4 separate regions of the Mus musculus genome follow, and regions 1, 2 and 4 are each linked to region 3. The links are chromatin contacts, called in public promoter capture Hi-C maps. All regions are on one chromosome and are shown on one strand. Each heading gives the region's core, a stretch centred on a gene start, on an enhancer-like site or on the middle of the called end of the contact. The rest is flanking DNA. Distances are from core to core; before and after follow the strand shown. Region 1 holds the start of Raly (hnRNP-associated with lethal yellow). Region 2 holds the start of Necab3 (N-terminal EF-hand calcium binding protein 3). Region 3 holds the start of Tgif2 (TGFB-induced factor homeobox 2). Region 4 holds the start of Chmp4b (charged multivesicular body protein 4B).

Evidence for each region. Promoter capture Hi-C pulls out the DNA fragments that hold promoters and counts their contacts.
Region 1: a contact with region 3 is called in a promoter capture Hi-C map of pre-B cells, with 4 times the contacts expected there. The contact joins the promoter of Raly here to the promoter of Tgif2 in region 3. A contact is called at or near these places in 2 of 39 promoter capture datasets (liver and pre-B cells).
Region 2: a promoter capture Hi-C map of pre-B cells shows a contact between it and region 3, with 3 times the contacts expected there. The contact joins the promoter of Necab3 here to the promoter of Tgif2 in region 3. A contact is called at or near these places in 2 of 39 promoter capture datasets (liver and pre-B cells).
Region 4: a contact with region 3 is called in a promoter capture Hi-C map of pre-B cells, with 4 times the contacts expected there. The contact joins the promoter of Chmp4b here to the promoter of Tgif2 in region 3.

The regions. Positions count from the first base shown.
Region 1 is chr2:154,789,845-154,792,626 of GRCm38.p6, reverse strand. It overlaps Raly (hnRNP-associated with lethal yellow), which reads right to left and starts at 1,517. Exons shown (of 8, transcript NM_001139511.1): 1 at 1,079-1,517.
Region 2 is chr2:154,557,266-154,560,164 of GRCm38.p6, reverse strand. It overlaps Necab3 (N-terminal EF-hand calcium binding protein 3), which reads left to right and starts at 1,312. Exons shown (of 13, transcript NM_021546.3): 1 at 1,312-1,427. The coding sequence starts at 1,326. It overlaps E2f1 (E2F transcription factor 1), which reads left to right. Exons shown (of 7, transcript NM_007891.5): 7 at 1-765.
Region 3 is chr2:156,838,576-156,841,338 of GRCm38.p6, reverse strand. It overlaps Tgif2 (TGFB-induced factor homeobox 2), which reads right to left and starts at 1,332. Exons shown (of 3, transcript NM_173396.3): 1 at 1,101-1,332. LOC115486128 reads left to right here and starts at 91. Exons shown (of 5, transcript XM_030252280.1): 1 at 91-157; 2 at 340-1,623. The coding sequence starts at 91.
Region 4 is chr2:154,655,764-154,658,463 of GRCm38.p6, reverse strand. Chmp4b (charged multivesicular body protein 4B) reads right to left here and starts at 1,438. Exons shown (of 5, transcript NM_029362.3): 1 at 1,093-1,438. The coding sequence starts at 1,282.

The sequences.
Region 1 (2,782 bases), core at 268-2,767, 2.0 Mb after region 3:
ACCACTTTCCCTCAGAGTTCTGATAGCAACAAAAGGAGATTTTATCTATGGCAGATCAGTCCCTGTCTCTCAGTCAATGTCTCAGAGAGGAGCCTACCTTTCTTACCTATACGGTGTTAAGACTAACGGTAAATCAAAATGCCCTCTGCACAAAGAGATTTCCTATCAGGAAATAAGTAACGGTTACTAACAGCTTTGTACTTCTACGGCGGTTTCATGTCTCTGAACCTTGATTTCTGCTCCTGTGAGCAGGGACAGCTCTGGAAGACCGGTGTGGACATGAGGCGATACATTCACGAAGTTCCTGGGTCAGTCTCGTTAAACGTTACCTGTTGGCATTTAACGCTTCTGCCCTGTACTAACTCCCTCCCTGAATTCACTAACACCCGGAGAGGCTGCGTTCCTCCTTGACCCCATTTCACCCAGGTGAAAACTGAGGCTCGGGCTGGAGCAAAGTGGGGGACGCGGCCCCCCAGTTCGAGGGCTGGCCGTTCCCTTCCGCGCTCCACAAGACACCGAGCAAAGGCTAGGCAAGGGTAGCGAGAAAGGCGCTCAGACAGACCCGTGAGGGAAAAGAAAGGACCAGTTTTGCGCGCCTAAGGGAACCTCAAAGAGCTGGACCGACTGGAAAGCCGGAAGAAACCCGGGGCCCCAATCCAGGCCAGAGCCAGGCCCCAGCCCGCCCGAGGCCTCCCCGGCGCAACCTCCGCTCCCTCCCCTCCTCCCCTCGCCGGTCGGGGCGGGGCGCAGCACAAAAGACTCCAACTTCCGAGCGGGCACCGGCCCACCCCCAACTCCCGGCCCGCGCCCGGCCGACCGACCGGAGGCGAGCTGCGAATACCAGGCGTCCAGGGGCGGGCGCGCGTGGCCCCGGGGCAGGCGACCCGGGGCGGCGGGCCCGGGAGGGAGCACAGAGGGAGGGGGCCGAGAGTTACTCCGGCTCCCAGGACTCCCGGGACCGCGGAGAGAAAGAGTTTCTAAAAATAGGCACCGGCCCGCCCGAGGAGGTGAGGAACGAAAAAGGCACACGGAACAGCCCGCCCGCACTCCTCAGGAGCGGCCCGCGGCCCCCACTCACCCGCGCCGAGGTCTGGAGGAAGCCGCGCGGCACCGAAGGGCGACGGCGCGTCTGCTCTCGGAGGGCGGGAGGGAAGAGGCGGCCCTGGCCGCCGCGTGAGGAGCCCGAGCACACGCGCGAGAGTCGCGACCGCTTCCGCCCCCTCGGCTTCCCTCGGCTCCGCACCCCGCGCCGCTCGCGCGCCCCGCCGCACTGACAGAGGCGCGAGCCCCGCAGCCGCGAGTCCTTCGCTCGGCCGCCACCAATGGGGCGAGCGCGGGGAGGGGGAGTGCTGGACAGGCGTCTGCACTCGGCCTGCCCGCCGCCCCGGCTCCTACCCGGTTCTCCTCTCGGTCCTCCGAATAGGATCCTGCCACCCGAGCACTCAGTCCCCAGCGCCGCCCTGCACGGGCCGGGCTCTCCAAACGCGTGGGCTCCCTGCACACCCCTCGCGCCGGGCTTTGGAAAGGTCCAGAGCTTCGGCGCGCAGAGGAGGAGGGCGGGGCCGGGGCGGGGTCTAGCGTGGGGTGGGGGGACGGAGGAGGCAGGCGGGGCTGAGGGAAAGGAGTTTGTGGCTTCCACCAGCCGGGTGCTGAAGGCGGGGCGGAGGGGGTCCCGAGGGCTGACGGGCGGGAGGACACGAGGGAGGAGCAGCAGGCTGAGGGCGGAGCCGGGGTGGGGGGGAAGAGCGTGCCCAGGGGAGGAGTCTGAGGGGCGGAGCTTGGGCCTACGGAAGCGGAGGCGGTGCTAAGAGGTTGCCGCCGGTCTGCAGGAGGTGGGCCTTGGTAACACCGCGGGCAGGACAGTCGGAGGTAGACCCTGGGCGGGAGCCGGAAGGAGGAAGATCCTAAGGGAGGAGCGCGGCGCGGGGGTGGCGCTTGATTGGGCGAGGCCTGGAGATGGAGCCCTCTCTGTTAGCTGGAGGCGGTGCGGCAGGGGCCAGAAGCAATTGGAGCGGTTATTTCACTTTCTAGGAATTAGAATGCTACCATTCGCTGGGAAGGCTTGGGGTTGGGCGGAGACGCTTCGATGTCTGGGGTCTCTCGTCAAAGGTGGAAAAAAAAAAAGCCTGATTAAGTAGTTTTGCCCTTATGGGATGAAATGTTTTCTTACTTAATCTGGGTGTTGGTTCTTCCTCCTAAATATTTATCATGTCAGGATCTCCCATTTGAATCAGTTTTTCAGTCTCCTGTCTCTCCCACTTACATCCCCAATTTGCCTCTCCAGACCATCAGGGGGTCTTCTGAGAGCAAAGAGGACCATTGTCAGCTATAGTCACAAATCTCCCAGAAAGCTGGAGACGTACTTATTTGTATTCCCCATTCCCTTCAGACCTGTGATTTCATTACCTGTTGGGAATTAGGACAGAGTTTGAGGCAGGGTCTCTGTAGCCCGGGCCAGCTTTGTACTTGCTCTGTAGCCGAGAATAATCTTGAACTCCTAATCCTCCCTGCTTCTGCCTTCCAACTGCTGGCATCACAGCGAGGCCAGGCCTCTTGAGTTCGGGAATGGGTGATTCAAACAGGTTCTCAGCCTTGAAGAGCAATCAGTCTTACTCACTAAACCATCTCCCCAGCGCCAAGACCAGGAATTCTTTACTGGTTTTTGTACATTACTGTGTTTCCAGACCTACTATGGTGATCAATAAACACTTCCATCAATCAGTCCAGCCCCTACCAACCTCCTCTGCTTTTTCTGGTTTTATCCAGCTCCTCACTTCCCTCT
Region 2 (2,899 bases), core at 63-2,562, 2.3 Mb after region 3:
CTTTCAGAATCCTGTGTGTCAGCCAGGCCGGGTGGTACAGCTTGCCTGGCTGGGTTTGCAGGGCAGCAAGAGCACTGCTTAAAAGTTTTCCGATCGAAGCTTTAATGGAGCGTTTATTTATTTATCGAGGCCTCTGGCAAGCCTGGGGGGATAAGCAAAGGGTGGGGGGCATGGGTGATACCTTAAGTCCCTGTTCTCTGAAGCAAGGGCAGGATCCCTACCCAAGAGTTGCTGAGGCCCAAGCAGTTTATTTATTGGGAAAGGGAGAGGGAGACAGACTGACAGCCATGGATGGGCTGGAGAAACAGTCCCTTTGTACCAGTACTCCAGCCGCATGTATCCAGGGGATCTGAGATGGGGAGGGTACGTGAGGGCCTTGGCTGACTGCGGCCAGGAGGGGTGGGTATGCGTCCTTCCTATGGCTGGAGTGCTCCTCTGCTGTCCTCCCCACCCTCCAGTCTGCACTTTGATTTGTTTCCTAACAGTTCTGTTCCCTCCTGCTTTGATTTTAATAAATGTTTTGATGGTGTTAGGGCTGGGTTTGAAACTCTCCGCCAGCCAGAGTGAGGCTAGTGTTGGAGGGAATGTTCACTCCCTCTTCCTATCTGACTTAATTTCCTTTCAGTTTGTAACCCCTTGAGAAGAAAACTGACCCAATGGTGGGTAGGGAGTTATGCTTGGGACCTAAGTACAGAAGAGGGAGCGTCAGAGTCAGCTTGCTGTGCACCTTCTGAACATTAGTAAAGATGCAACACAGTGAACTGTGTTTGTGTCGAATGCTTTCCTGTGTGTATGTGCGTGGGCCTACGCTTGCAGCTGCTGTTCCCTCCCTATAGGCCTTGTAAGTAGAAGACCAGGGAGAGTTTCCTGAAAGGTGCTGGGGCAGAGATCTGGGAGAAGGAAGGGGTGATTGGCAATCCATGACTTGTGTTAAAGCATAGATGGAAGTCCTCTGAGCTGAGCATCTACAAAGCTTACTTCTTTACAACCTGGGGGCTAAGGGGGAAGGCTATTATCCTCATTTGACAGGGAAGTGCAGATGTCCAGATATAAAACGCTTGTGGGTCTGATCTATTAGGGCTCCTGCACTTAGAGCTTTGCCTGCCCACACCCGACTGGGTGGAGCGCCGGTTCCTGTGGGACTCCTGGCAAGATGTCATTGCCAGTGACTTCTGGGGTGACTCCTTTTGGAAGCCTCTTCCAGGCGGGGAAACCGAGGCCAGGTGGGGGCGGGGCCATGCTTGGGCCAATGGGCGCGCGCCCCGCCCCCAGCCAGCCTGGGCGGCCTGGTAACCGCAACCCGCAGCCTTGCAAGCCTCCGAGCCATGGCGTGCGCCGGGCTGCTTACTGTGTGCCTGCTCGGGCCACCTGCGCCCCAGCAGCCGCGACACTCTGCGCCTGCCGCGGGACACGCGCTTTTCCAGGACGTGAGTGGGGCACCGGCGGGCGGGCATCAGGCTCCCTAGGTCTCAGTCTTCCATGTCCCTGTCTCTCCCTCCACATCTGTTGGTCCTGCTTCGGTCCCTCTCCTAGACTATCTGTGACCCTGCTGTTGTGATCCTCCTGCCTTTTTGTCTTCCTGCCATTGCATTTCTTGTGCTGTCTGTGCCGCTCCGTGTCTCTCCTTGTCTCTCAGCAGTACTGCCCCTCACCCTAATTGTGTCCACTGGGGCTGGGGACTGCCAACACTCAGTCACAGCAGCCTGCTCCATGGCAGCCCCGGCTGGGCTGATAGGACAGGGGAGCCTACCTAGACCTTGAAGGAGCTCTGTCCTGCCCCGGAAGCCTCAGGCCTGATCAAGGGTGGCAGAGTCTTACAGTTGGTAAGGGACTCCTCTCATGGGCAGCAGGTGGCCTTGAGCCCCCTTTTGTAGATGTAGAGCATCCTACCCTGTCTCAGATCGCTGTGCAATCTTCCTGTGCTACCTTACCTAGCTAGAGGCAAAACTCCAAGTGCAGGAGCCCTAGCTCTGAGCGCCTCTCTTTCCCCCTTCTACTATGTGCTCAGCAAGTCCTGGCTCTCTTCTGCCCCTATTCTAGAAGTCCCTGCCAGTGTAAGAGGCTGTTGTGCCCCCTCCCCAATGCCCTAGTGACTCAGCACCTTGACCATGGTCCTTCAAGCCTGAGGAGGCATGTTTCAGGTCAGGAGGCACCCTGGGGTATGAATGGAGTATCTTCATTCAAGCTTAGCTCTCCTGCCCCACTCCCATCCAAATTACCCCAGCCCGGCTGCGTTGAGCTGCTGTGTGATCCCAATCCAGTAGCAGCCCTTTCTCTGAGTCAGCCTAAGGGTTATATTGGTTGATTAGCCTAGTGACCCTGAGGGAGTTGGGTGGAAGAGTTTAGCATTCAGGACCCTGGGCTCTATGAGTTCTGTCTAGGCTTTGAACTTGTCTGTTTCATCATTGCCTCTACAAATAAAATCTACGGGCCGTTGCCACCCTCCTTGTTCCTTACACAAATGTGTACACACAGATGCCCACAGTCTTCATGATGAATTGGCCTTATAAGAGGTCCCAGCCCTGAAAGGGTTAAACTCTAAGCTGCTCCCTCACATACTAGTGGGAAAACCAGAACACCCAAAATAAGCAGGCACAAGGGAAAGAGCCTGTTCAGTGAGGGTAGGTGGAGAATAGTGTGTGGACTTGGGAGAATACCCATAAAGTCAGGGTGGGGGAGGGGTGGGGAGGGAAACATTCAGATCTGATATGGCTTCCAAGGCTTCTCAGGAAGATTCTTAGCCCATCTGTCCAACCTTCCTCAAGCTGGGAACATGCCAAAGGCTGCTACATCAGAGCCAACTCGGGCTTGACTCCAGCTGTGGGAGGTGAAGGTACAGAGAGCTGGCCAGGAGCACCCACCCACCGTGAAGCCAGCCCTACAGCAGGAGGGAGTCAGC
Region 3 (2,763 bases), core at 83-2,582:
CCGGGCCGCACACTGAGGCTGGAGTTCCCAGCAGTTCACACAAAGCGCGCAGCCTCCCCCGCGGCCCAGACGCAACGGAGCACATGGCTCATGGGGCGCCGACGAATCCGCCGGCGCTCAAGGCACCCTCACTCAACTGTCCCCCACCAGAGTCACGGTGCGAGCAACAGCTCCCCTGTCGGTCCGCCACCCGGCGCTTGGGGGTTGGGGGGGGGGGACGACTTTGCAAGGAAAAAAAAAAAACTCACGTGTCCATTTTGGGACAGGAAAAAGTTTAGTTCCCAGCCCGTTCCCTGGTACTCCGCGCAGGGTGACTCTTGGGGCGCGGGGCCGCCGGAGCGTGCGCGCTCGGCTTTGTGCTCCGAACTCGGCCCGGAGGGGGAGGGGAAAAGAGGGGGCTGGGCTCCAACCTCCGCGCCGCCCCCCCCCCCCAACTCTGCGCCTGGACTCCATGTTGGCCGCCCCCCCTACATCGGGGACGCGCACAGCCCCCGCAAGACGCTCGGCTGCCCTTCGCCTGGTCCCGGGGTCCCGGCGCGCACAAACTTTCTCCGCGTCGCCAGCCCCACGCGCCCCACAGCCTTGGCCCGCCTGGGAGTGACAGATGCCTCGGAGACAGACTTTCCTTTGTTCCAAAGGAAAGGGGAACTCGCGCGGGCTCCCAAGCCCTCTCCGTCGGAGCCCCGCCCGCGGCCCCCACCTCCAGCTGTCACTCGGCGGCCCCCGGTCCCGCTCTGTCGCCGTGCGGGAGGGGGGGGGGCTGCCGGCGGTTAGCAACGTGCACTTTTGAAACCAAACAAACCCGCTCCCCGCGCGCTCACCCCGCTGCAGGGCACCGGCTGCCCTCTCCCAGAGGAGCTTTGGGAGCTTTGGGAGCCGAGCCCTCCCTCAAGGACCCCGAACAGCGCCCCCCCCGCCAACCCCGGCATTCCGCGCCAGCGTTCCGCGGTCCCGACTCACACACACCCCCGGGGCTCACACACCCACTGTCGCACGCGCCGGGACGACGCCCCCTCCCCCGCCCCGTCGCCCCAAGAAACTTTCCAAGTTGTCCGCGCGCCTCCTCCCGCGTCTCCAGCCCCTCGGCGCCCCGCACTCACCTTCCCTGGCGGCTTTCCGGCCCACGCGGCCTCGGTGGGGTGTGGGACCACCCGGCCGGGGCGGGGGGCACCGGGGGAACGCGCCGCGTACCTGCCGGGTCTGACACCCGCCTGACAGCTCGCGGCTGGAAAGCACCTCGCGACCTGACGTCAGATCCCCTCTCCTCCCATCCCGCCTGCCGCACCCTCCCCCACCGCCCCGAGGCAGAAACAAACTTTGTGCAGAGCGTGGCCAGCTACGCCCACCCTCGGGGGCGGGCCCGCAGAGCCAGGGGGCTTCGCCCCGCCCACGCGTCGGAGGGGGCGGGCCCGCGGCACCTCCTTCCTGCGCCCACCCACCTTAGGAATGCCGCATGGCCGGGGCCCGGGGCGGAGCGGTGGGACCAGGGCTCCCGGAGTCAGCTCCAGGGCAGGAAGTGGCCCGCTCCTCCTTTCAGAGAGTGTTTCCGGAGCGCCTACTGTGTGCTCCTCCATGGGGGTGGGGGCACTACCAGGCACAAAGGGTGCCAGTCCCCGTACCTTTGTAAGTTCGCCTCCTCCTCTGGGAGCTTGCCCTTGTGGGGATGGGGAAACTGAGGCTCAGTCGGCTCAGAGTAACTCCCAGGTGCTAAAGGACCAGTTGTTTTGTCCGCTCATAAGGCAAACGGCGCGGCGAAGACCACTTGGGATAAAACCCCAAGCCTAGCGCAGATGGTCGGCCAGGGGTGAGTACAGGCTGCACCCCAGGAGCGTGAGTGAGGCAGGCACCGTGTCGCAATTTGGAGGTGGCCGCATTTACTCGCTGGTCCCTGCCTTACCACGTGTGCCAGTGTCCTTTGGCCAGGTGGGTCTGATGATAGAGCCGAGCCTTTCCCTTGGTGGCTAACCCCAGTTGGAGAGGGTGAGGCTAGGCGCTTCCAGCGGTCCAGGCTAGGGTCATTTTACCTCAAGTTTTCCTTGCGTCCAAGTTCCCTGACTGTTTGTCTGTCTCTTGCTATCTGCATAAGTGTGGCATAGCCTAACTCCAGCTAACAGGCCTTTTCTGGGTTTGTGATCATATAGGCCCAGAAACCTGAGACCCACGTGCCAGAACCAACAGCATCCGAACAGTCTTCCCTGATTGTTATTTTTTTTAATGCTGTTATCTTCTAATCATTTTACTGTTGAGTTTGGGTCTTGGGTCAGACTTAAGAGTGGCGCACCTGCTGCAGCTAAGTGACAGAGACAACAGCTGTCATTGCTGCAGCAGACTCAAGCTTTTGTTTTTCGTTGTACTGTAGTCACAAAAACTTTGGCAACCAAAGTTAAGTTTTCCTACCAGAAGGCCCTAAGCCAGTCAGGATGCCGATTAAAAGCATCTTAAGGTGGGTTTCATAGAAGCCGGACTTGCCTGGAAATCCTTGAAACCAAGATGGCCATCCAAAATCAAAAACATTGCCCAGAACCCTCTTTTTTACTGATGGTGACACCAAGTCTCAGAGAGTTGGTCACAAGCAATTTCTTAGCCAAGTCATATTCCAGCCACAGACCTTTGAAAGAATGAAGGAGATGGGAAATCTTAGGTAAGAAAAGTAAAAACCAATTAGGTCTTGGCAAAAAGCAGGGACTGTCATATAGGTGTGACATGGAGGGAAAATAGAGGGATAGCCCAGTGAATCTGGAGATGTGCCCTGGATCTCATACG
Region 4 (2,700 bases), core at 189-2,688, 2.2 Mb after region 3:
GATATTATAAACACTCTTAGGAGGATAAATCCACTAAAGGTCACAGTCCCGGAAGAAATTTCCCTGGTAACCTTCTGGGTTAAATACTTGTTTGCATGATTCCTAAGCCAGCCCCCCCCCCCCACCTCTCTCTATCTCTCAACTTCGGCCCACTCTCAAGGGGTGACCTGTCACGCTATGATTCATGCTCACATTGTTGTAACAAAAACACACATGAGCATTTTGACTTTCTTTACAGTCATTCACACATTTTCACATCCATCTCACTGAAGAAAACTACAAGGTACTTCCTAGACAGTTTCGATTCCTAGACAGGAAGCAAAGAAGCTTTCAAGTTCCAATCAACAACAGGACTGGGTCAACAGAGGCAGAGTCCTCGTCATTTCTGGTTCAGGAGGAACGGGGAAGTGGTGAGTCACAAGAGGGTAAGGCTTACAACACGGAAGCTCTGAGAATCACAGGGTTATCGACATCTTAGGTCTTCCAGTGGCCAGCTCCTAGCCGGTGGATGTGGAACTCAAAACTTAACAAGTACACTCAACAAGTGAACAGACAGAGCGGGTCCCAGAGGGTCTCTTCACTCCCCAGTTCTCTTTTTTCTCCATAAAGGAAGCTTCTCAAGAAGACTCCTAAGTCAGGGGCAGAAGGCAGCTCAGACGTCACCAAGGGCTCAGGAGAGGACAGAGGTGGACCAAGAAACACATAAATGATAGGGTGGGGCAAAGAAATGAACCAAGGTGGGGGTAGAGGCAGTGGCTGGGAAGATGGGTGAGGCCAAAGAGAAAAGAATACAATGGAACAGAGTGGAACAGACTGAGCAAAGTTAAAGTGCTGTGAGATCTGGGTCAGAAGAGGCCTGCCAGGGTAGGGAGAGTTTGAAGGGAGTCTGATGATGCAAGTGAACCGGCTCAAGGAGACCCAGAAGGAGTCAGATGGAAAGGGATCCCCGGCTCGGCTGGACAACGAAAGAAGTCTGGCCGGAGAGTTCCAGAGTCGAGAGAGACCCCGAAACGAGTTAGACAAAGTGGAGTCCGGGCCTGGGGAGCCTTAGGAGAGCCAGTGGAGAGTCTGATGGGGCCCCAGCCGTCTCACCGCGTTTATTTTTGGTGCCGTGCTTCTTGGCAGCCGTCAGCTCCTGTTCGATTTTCTTCTCCAGGAACTCCTGCTTCTTGCTTAACATCTCCTCCGTGTCCCGAAGCCGCTGGATGGCCTCCTGGGGGGTCGGGCCGCCCTTGCCCGCCTTACCCCCTCCAGCCCCGAACAGCTTCCCGAACACCGACATGGTTGCTGCTCGCCGCGCCGGCCTCCGGCGCCCACTCCGGCTCGGCTCGGCTCGGCTCGGCTCGGCTCCCGCGCCCACTCCCGGCCTGCCGCTCCCCGCAGCCGCAGGCCTCGCCTCCACCTCCGCCCCGCAGCTGGGCCCGGCCGCGCCACCTCCCACAGGCCCCCACGCCCGGGCCCGGCCGGCGTCAGGGCAACGCGCCGCTGACTACAGCTCCCAGAGCACCACGCGCCCGCAGCCCCTCGAGTCTAAGGGAGGACCGCGCGCTGCAAGCCGGGAGTCTGAGTTTTCCGGCTCCTGGCGTACTATGGCGCATCTTTTTAGTCTCGCAGAGGTCAAAGGGCAATGTGGCATGCTGGAAAATGTAGTCTCTTTGGAATGTGTTCCGTAGAGATGAAAGACCAGGAAGAGAAGAAATAACTATTACAAAAAGAGGGGTTCGTTGTGCTGGTCCGTGATAGAACCCTGGACCTAATTCACAGCACGGGAAGTAATAGTGATAACAACATCACTCATTTTCTATGATCTCTGGAACATAGTACTTTACAATCATAATCACATTTGATTCTTAAAGCAGTTTACAACAGATAATGCTGTTCCTATTTTGTGTGTCTGTTTTGGAACCAGACTTTCATGTAGCCTAAGCTGGCCTTGAAGTTCCTAAGGATCAGAGGCTGGCCTGTCTCTGCCTCTGAAGTGTTGGATCTGTGCTGTTCCTAATTTATATGTCAGTGAATCAAGCCCAGGAAACTGGCTGTCTAACTAGCTTACTTTACCAGACCGGTCAGTTCTCTCTACTTGGATGAGCTGTCATTCTCTTTATTCACCTAAGAGACCTTCTGAAACCTAAAATAGACTAACCACCTTGGCAGTGTAATTCAACAGCAAAGCTTCAAAATCAGCCTCGAATATTCATTTAGATACTTACTTCCTCTTGCTTTCCAAAGCTGTAAATTTGAAATTGTCACAAGTCCTCTTAAAAGAGTTTGTAAGTGAGATAGGAATATAAAGGGCCCAGCTGACTACAGGCACTCAAATAAAGATGTGTGTTTTAAACAGGACTTGGCAATTCATGCCTATAATCTCACATCTTTTGAAAGGCTGAGATAAGAGGGCTGCCATGTGGTGGCACATGCCTTTAATCCCAGAGGCAAAGGCAGAGGCAGGTAGATTTCTGAGTTATAGGCCAGCCTAGTCTACAGACTGAGTTCCAGGACAGCCAGGGCTATACAGAGAAACCCTGACTTGAAAAAACCTCCTGAATGTAATTGTATTTCTGGCACTGAAAAAAAAAAAAGAAAGAAAGAAAGAAAGAAAGAAAGAAAGAAAGAAAAAGAAAAAACCTCCTGTCTGTTTGAGTTCTGACCTGCTTTCATGATGATCAATGATATGGAAGTATAAGCTCAGTAAACCATTTC